Linked DNA regions of Oncorhynchus mykiss: region 1 is linked to region 2. Evidence: chromatin contacts called from public Hi-C data. All regions are on one chromosome and are shown on one strand. The core of a region is the stretch at or near the end of the contact, and the rest is flanking DNA. Distances in the headings are between cores, read along the strand shown. Region 1 holds the start of LOC110532066 (mRNA-decapping enzyme 1A). Region 2 holds the start of LOC110532058 (mRNA export factor).

Evidence for each region. A called contact is a pair of places that touch in the nucleus more often than the background predicts.
Region 1: a contact with region 2 is called in a Hi-C map of liver, with 2.0 times the contacts expected there. The contact joins the promoter of LOC110532066 here to the promoter of LOC110532058 in region 2. A contact is called at or near these places in 2 of 3 Hi-C or Micro-C datasets (blood and liver).

Annotation. Positions count from the first base shown.
Region 1 is chr9:40,218,058-40,221,186 of USDA_OmykA_1.1, forward strand. It overlaps LOC110532066 (mRNA-decapping enzyme 1A), which reads right to left and starts at 1,335. Exons shown (of 9, transcript XM_021615675.2): 1 at 1,071-1,335. The coding sequence starts at 1,193.
Region 2 is chr9:40,084,258-40,087,325 of USDA_OmykA_1.1, forward strand. It overlaps LOC110532058 (mRNA export factor), which reads left to right and starts at 1,754. Exons shown (of 13, transcript XM_036987969.1): 1 at 1,754-1,972; 2 at 2,286-2,401; 3 at 2,524-2,628; 4 at 2,744-2,836; 5 at 2,930-3,016. The coding sequence starts at 2,321. It overlaps LOC110532060 (eukaryotic translation initiation factor 2 subunit 2), which reads left to right. Exons shown (of 9, transcript XM_021615663.2): 7 at 18-74; 8 at 191-276; 9 at 440-1,561. The coding sequence ends at 615.

The DNA of each region.
Region 1 (3,129 bases), core at 85-2,584, 130 kb after region 2:
TGGAATGAGTAGGTGGGTCCAAACTGACTGGTACTGTATTTAGTTAGCTAGATTGCTAATGAAAATACTATTTTTAAGGTCTCTGTGATAAATTAAGTAGAGTAGATAGTTAGCCCTTTAGCATAACGCTAAGAGTCATAGGACGAAGGCATCTTGTTCTGTGTGGGGGAGTTTTGTTAAGAGCCCTGACAGTCAGTCTGAAGATTAACACGCATCGCTAGCGGCACGGTTTTGGAAGCATAAGGACCTTATCTTTCATACCAGTGAGAAATAATTGGCAAAAAACAAAAGGTTAAATTGATACTATAGGGTTAGGGTTCCCACACGGTCATATCACAGTGCGTGTTTACAAACAGAAGACAGTGCTAATTAGCTATCATGCTACGAATACCTGTGTGTAATTATTTACCCTCTTGCACCCCAGTATTTCGACTTGCACATCATCACTCCAGTGTCAATACTACATTTTAATTATTTCGCCTCTGTCCTATTTATTGCCTTACCTCCCTACTCTTCTACATTTGCAAACACTGTACATATAATTTTCTATTGCATTATCGACTGTACGTTTGTTTATGTGGAACTCTGTGTTGTTGTTTTTGTCACACTGCTTTGCTTTATCTTGGCCAGGTCGCAGTTGTAAATGAGAACTTGTTCTCAACTGGCCTACCCCGCCAGAAAGGTGGTCACTGAAAAATACTGTCAGTTGAAACTGTGATAAAAACCGTTTAAAAAAAGTGTACAGTAAGTGTATATTTAGCATGTGAAATTATTTTGATGTGATATGAAAGTAACATTAAATGGCCTTTATGTTTCTAGAACCGTATCGCAATTGAGAATCGATTCACGTTTAGATAAGAGTATTTTGCTCTTCTGACAAAAACTTACGGTCCTTGAACCTTAGGGTAACTAACGGTAGGCTCCTTAAGAGTACATATTGGACTAGGTAGATAGCTCGCTTGCTAGCTAGCTACTGTACGTAGCTGATAGTTACTTATCTAGCTATGCAACGCTAGCTAGCTACCTTTTAGTTAACAGAAAGAAACAAGCGACTCCTTTGGCGAGCTTACCCATTCATTTGCTTTGGAATTAAATGTGTACAGTGCTACCTGTCCGGTAACATCGAGAAGTTTGTTGATATACGGATCTTGTTGTTGTAGAGCTGCAAGGCTCATTTTACTGGCGGTCTCCATCTTGAATACAATGCTTACCACACGGAATAATTTCTATGAACACTCAATGTCCACTGTCCTTGGAAGACATGGTCACAATGCCTTATAGTTCTGCCCCACTTTTAGTTCCGCAATGAGTTGGAGTGATTGGTCGTGTTCGAGAGCGTCAAAATTAAAAACCGTAGCGTATCATGTGTAAATTGTGTGATTGACTGATATACAAATGCTATTGATAATTTATGAATGACTCATGGTGATTTGTAGATCAGTCCAGTCAGTGTTGAATCTCATTTCGCAAGTGCCTAAAAATGATTGCTCACTCACGCTCATGCGAGAGGTGCTATTTTGCTATGGGCCTGTCTATCCAAGTAGACTATATAACTTGAGGATGACAAAACGTCAAACCCATAGCTCTGGAGTATCATAACCCAGATCTCTAAAAACCCAAACAATATTTTTTTTGATCAACATAGCCACCTGTCAGTGGAAAATAATGACCACACCAACCAATTCATCAATTTATTTTAGTCCCAGGAAGTGTTAGGGTCTAAGAATTAATTTCGGACTGGGCAAAATATTATATTTTTTCCTTAAGGCCAAATACTATGTAGACTGCACGATTTACCACAAGGCGGCACTGATGCAATATATTTCGATGACACCGATAACCCATGTGGCAACACCTTTATAATAGACAATTTGGAGCTACTGGTGACCCTCAAATTTAAAGCATATTTTAGCATAGGGGGGAAGACATGTTTTTGAAATAAGCACCTCAATGTGGGGTTTGGAATAGTAAAAGAGATACCTGTTCTGTCAATAAACCTACCGTTATTAGTTTTAAGTGAATGACGGGCCTCCAACTCAGTCTTAAACCCGTAGGCCTATGCTATAAGCCAAAAGATCAAATTGGATATTGAAAGTCATTAGTTATTTTCTGAAGTAGCCTTAGGCTAGTTAGGTCAACAACATCCTTTGCTTCAATTCACTGGGGAACAAAGTATTATAATTAAGGGATTATCGCTGTGAAACAGTAGTCCAGCTGCAGACAGGTAGACCTAGGCTAATCCAATAACCAGTAACCGTCCAACACACAGAGGGTTCATTTCCTTTCGGTTCGTTACAGAATGTGGGCCCTAAACTGTGTCATGTGGTCCCAAAACAGAGGGAGATGATATTACGGTCACGGTCAGGGTTCGACGACACCGGGGTAAATCATGGGGATAGAGTTACACAATTTATGTTGCCTAACGACCTCATGCTATTAGCCTAATCAATGGCAAAATTTGAAAAAACAACTGACTGACAATATATGTTTAATGTGTAGGTATAATAACACATGAGCGACATTCTTTTTTATAGGATATACATTTTATACCGTAGACCAGTAGCAGTGTGTGGGTAAAAATCACTGGGGAAGCCAGAAAAAAAAGCTACATTACAACCTGTGTTGTGATAATTGCCTTGTTTGCTCTATAAATACAGTTAGTTCATATGCCTTGCAACCATGATAAAAATAGGCCTAAGGCCAAGACAGTAAGACAAAGTGGCAGAATAAATTCCTTTGTTTCATCACAAAAGCAGAGAGCAACATCTGTAAGGTGAAGTCCACAAAGCATATTTCATGTAACAAACAATTACATGACCTACAGAATGGCCAAGCAAATTAATATTTCCAATATTTTCCCACCCCTAAAGAACTATTGATTTAGAACCACGGAGACCTTACCGCAGGTTGCAAAGAAAACAGGAGCTCCCTCCACTCTTCCTGAACCATTTCAACTTTAACATTTCAACATCAAATCACCTATACCTCGTCTAATACAGTGCCAACTAAAAGATACCAAAAACAATTTAGTCCAATCAACATAAGCTAAATATGATGTGGCGATGTTTGTGTAAGTAGAAAAAACATGTTGACTCACTCTACTTGTAGAGAGAGATGAGCCATTACCAT
Region 2 (3,068 bases), core at 504-3,003:
ATTATTGTTCTCTGTAGGTTGCATCGTCAGCCAAAACATCTTCTGGCATTTTTATTGGCTGAGCTGGGGACAAGGTAAAGTGGCCTAGTATTATGGTTATTGCAGATTTCGCAGTAGAAATCTTCATATCCAGACATCTGTTATTAAGTTCTGTTTTTATGAATGACTATTACATTTATTTTCTTTGCAGTGGCTCCATAGATGGAAATAATCAGCTTGTGATCAAAGGAAGATTTCAACAGAAACAGATTGAAAATGTCTTGAGAAGATATATTAGTACGTGGGAATATACAGGATTCCATTTTACATTGGTATACTGGTGACCTAGAGCAAAATATGTAAAGAATAGTTGTAGAGGCATATAATTTAGTTATCCTTCACTTGTAGCTACTATAGACATATTTGCGTGCCTCATCTTGGCTTTGTGTTTGACTTGCAGAGGAATATGTGACATGTCACACGTGTCGCTCCCCTGACACCATCCTACAAAAGGACACCCGTCTCTACTTCCTCCAGTGTGAGACCTGCCACTCACGCTGCTCCGTGGCCAGCATCAAGACTGGCTTCCAGGCAGTCACGGGCAAGAGGGCACAGCTCCGTGCCAAAGCCAACTAAGGCCAACCACACCCTGGCTTCTCCCTCTCTGACCCGCCGGAGCTTTGGATCCTCTTGATAACTGGACTTTTGTTTGGAGTCCGAGAGGGTTTGTTGTTGTCGCTGCATTATGTGAGAGAGAAACGCTACAAGCTCTGAGGCTCAAAGGTCTTGCAGGTCATAAGGAGCAGTGCGCAGATGCATAAGGTTTCACAGGCAAACCCCCAGTTTTCTCTTTTCTCAGCTGTGGGCAGATTCTTTCAGAGCTTCTCTATTCCCTCCAAGTGTGTCTTCTTCCCACATTTCTTCAATCGTATGTAGCCCACATATCGGATCATAAAGACAAAGCTGTTATGACAAAGTAATTGATATTGGCTTTCCTTTGGTTGAAGCATAGTGGGTGTGTAAACAAACATTTTAAAGATGCATTCCAAGAGCTAGGTTTCAGTATCATGTATGTACCCTTTTGCACTGCCGAGCCATACTGTATGGGCCTGGTTACGCATCCACCACAGCTGCATGAACTGTGCTTGCTTCAAGGCAGTAGAGTTTCAGCAGGATATTGTGAAAGGGTTATGGAGAGTCGGTTTTTCAACTTGTATACCCTCCTCTACTGCTTTTACGGGCTTATCTGAGATCTGTATACTATCATAGCAGACTGTCAGTGGGTGGAAGTAGCTGGGTGTCCTCCAGTAAGAGTACATTAATTACTTTCAAACTGAGACTACAGAATATGTGGGACAAACGACAATGACATCTATTTATTGTGTGCGTGTGCGTGCGTGTGCGCGCTTTTATGGCAATTACAAGATTTTAACTTTGACTTCCGATCCTCGACACTTAGGAAAAACATTATTCTGCCTGGTCACCTAGTATTAAGAAGATTGTTGCTTTCAAATAGCAAACAAGAATCTTACAAGGTATTCACATAGTATCAAATATACTCCGGATTTGTTCAGAAAGCATATTTAAAGTCTCTTTCAAATTGTTTTCAACCTGATATTTAACATTCTCCCATCACTTTTTTTTAAAGACCGTATGTTGTGGGTTGCCTTATGGATTTTCTTGACTAGGTAACACCCAGATAAATGTTTATAATGCAACTTATCATTGAAAGGGAGCGAAACTTGTTTTTATATGAAAACGGGTGGAATTAGAACAAATTAATTCTAGGTAATCATAGGATTTAGATCAAAATACGTTTTACATGTTAACAGTTTTTTCATTGTGAGGTGTGATTGTCTGAACAGCGCGACTGCAATGAAGACTACCTGGAACGCAACCTAAATTGCCGACGCATGTGCAGTGAATGCACTTCCTATTCCGCTCAACGCGCTGCGTTTTCTTCTTTAACCAAGCTTATTTTCAACGTAAAAAAAAGGTAAACAAACTCGATATGTACACATTTGAAACTACTGCATTTCCCTGCGATAAAAGTAAGCTGTTTAGTATCACAGTGGCGCTTGATATGAGGCTTGGGTGCAGATGTATTGCTAGCTAGGTGAACAACATGATGGTTTGTGAGCAACCTCCATTCATTTAGCTAGCCACTGAAGTCCAATAGCTAACTGTCCTCTCATTATTATAATTTATGTATACTATCACTAATGCATGTAAATGTTGATCGAATAACTTCACATTATTGTAATGCTGTTTATTGTACCGGTTACTAATATGTACCATTTCATATTAGTAACCGCGTGTTGGCTCAAGACAATCCGACGTCATGAGCTTGTTTGGGACCAGCACTGGGTTTGGCGCAGGGGGATTCGGAGCGGCAACCACGGACACACACAACCCAATGAAGGTAACTAGCTAAAAAAAAATAGCATTCCCTTTCAGTAACCTGCTTAATGATCAATCTATTTGACTATTAGAAATTGTTCTGAGGGGTATAAATAAATTTGAATGATGTGTGATCTCATATAGGATGTGGAAGTAACCTCACCCCCAGATGACAGCATCAGTTGCTTGGCGTTTAGTCCCCCTGCCATGCCAGGGAACTTCTTGATAGGGGGGTCCTGGGCCAATGATGTGAGTCAAGTCATTAAGTTCCACTTGAAGTGTTCACTTCAGACTTATGCCTTTTTGTTATGAGTCTAAAACCATTCACTTCGTAAAACGTGACTGTTTTCTTACATTTTTCCAGGTGAGGTGTTGGGAGGTACAGGACAATGGGCAGACAGTCCCCAAAGCCCAGCAAATGCACACAGGTCCAGTCCTTGATGTCTGTTGGAGCGAAGTAGGCCCCCCTCACATATCACATCACATATCTTTACGAACCATATAAGGTCTTTGAATTAAGCTTTACTTATTCGTTCCCTTGCTCTCTCAGGATGGAAGCAAGGTTTTCACTGCATCTTGTGATAAGACTGCCAAAATGTGGGATCTCAACAGCAACCAGGCAATACAGATCGCACAGGTAAATATTTCAGGCTATGAACACTGTTTTAAGTGTTATTTTTCAATTGGTA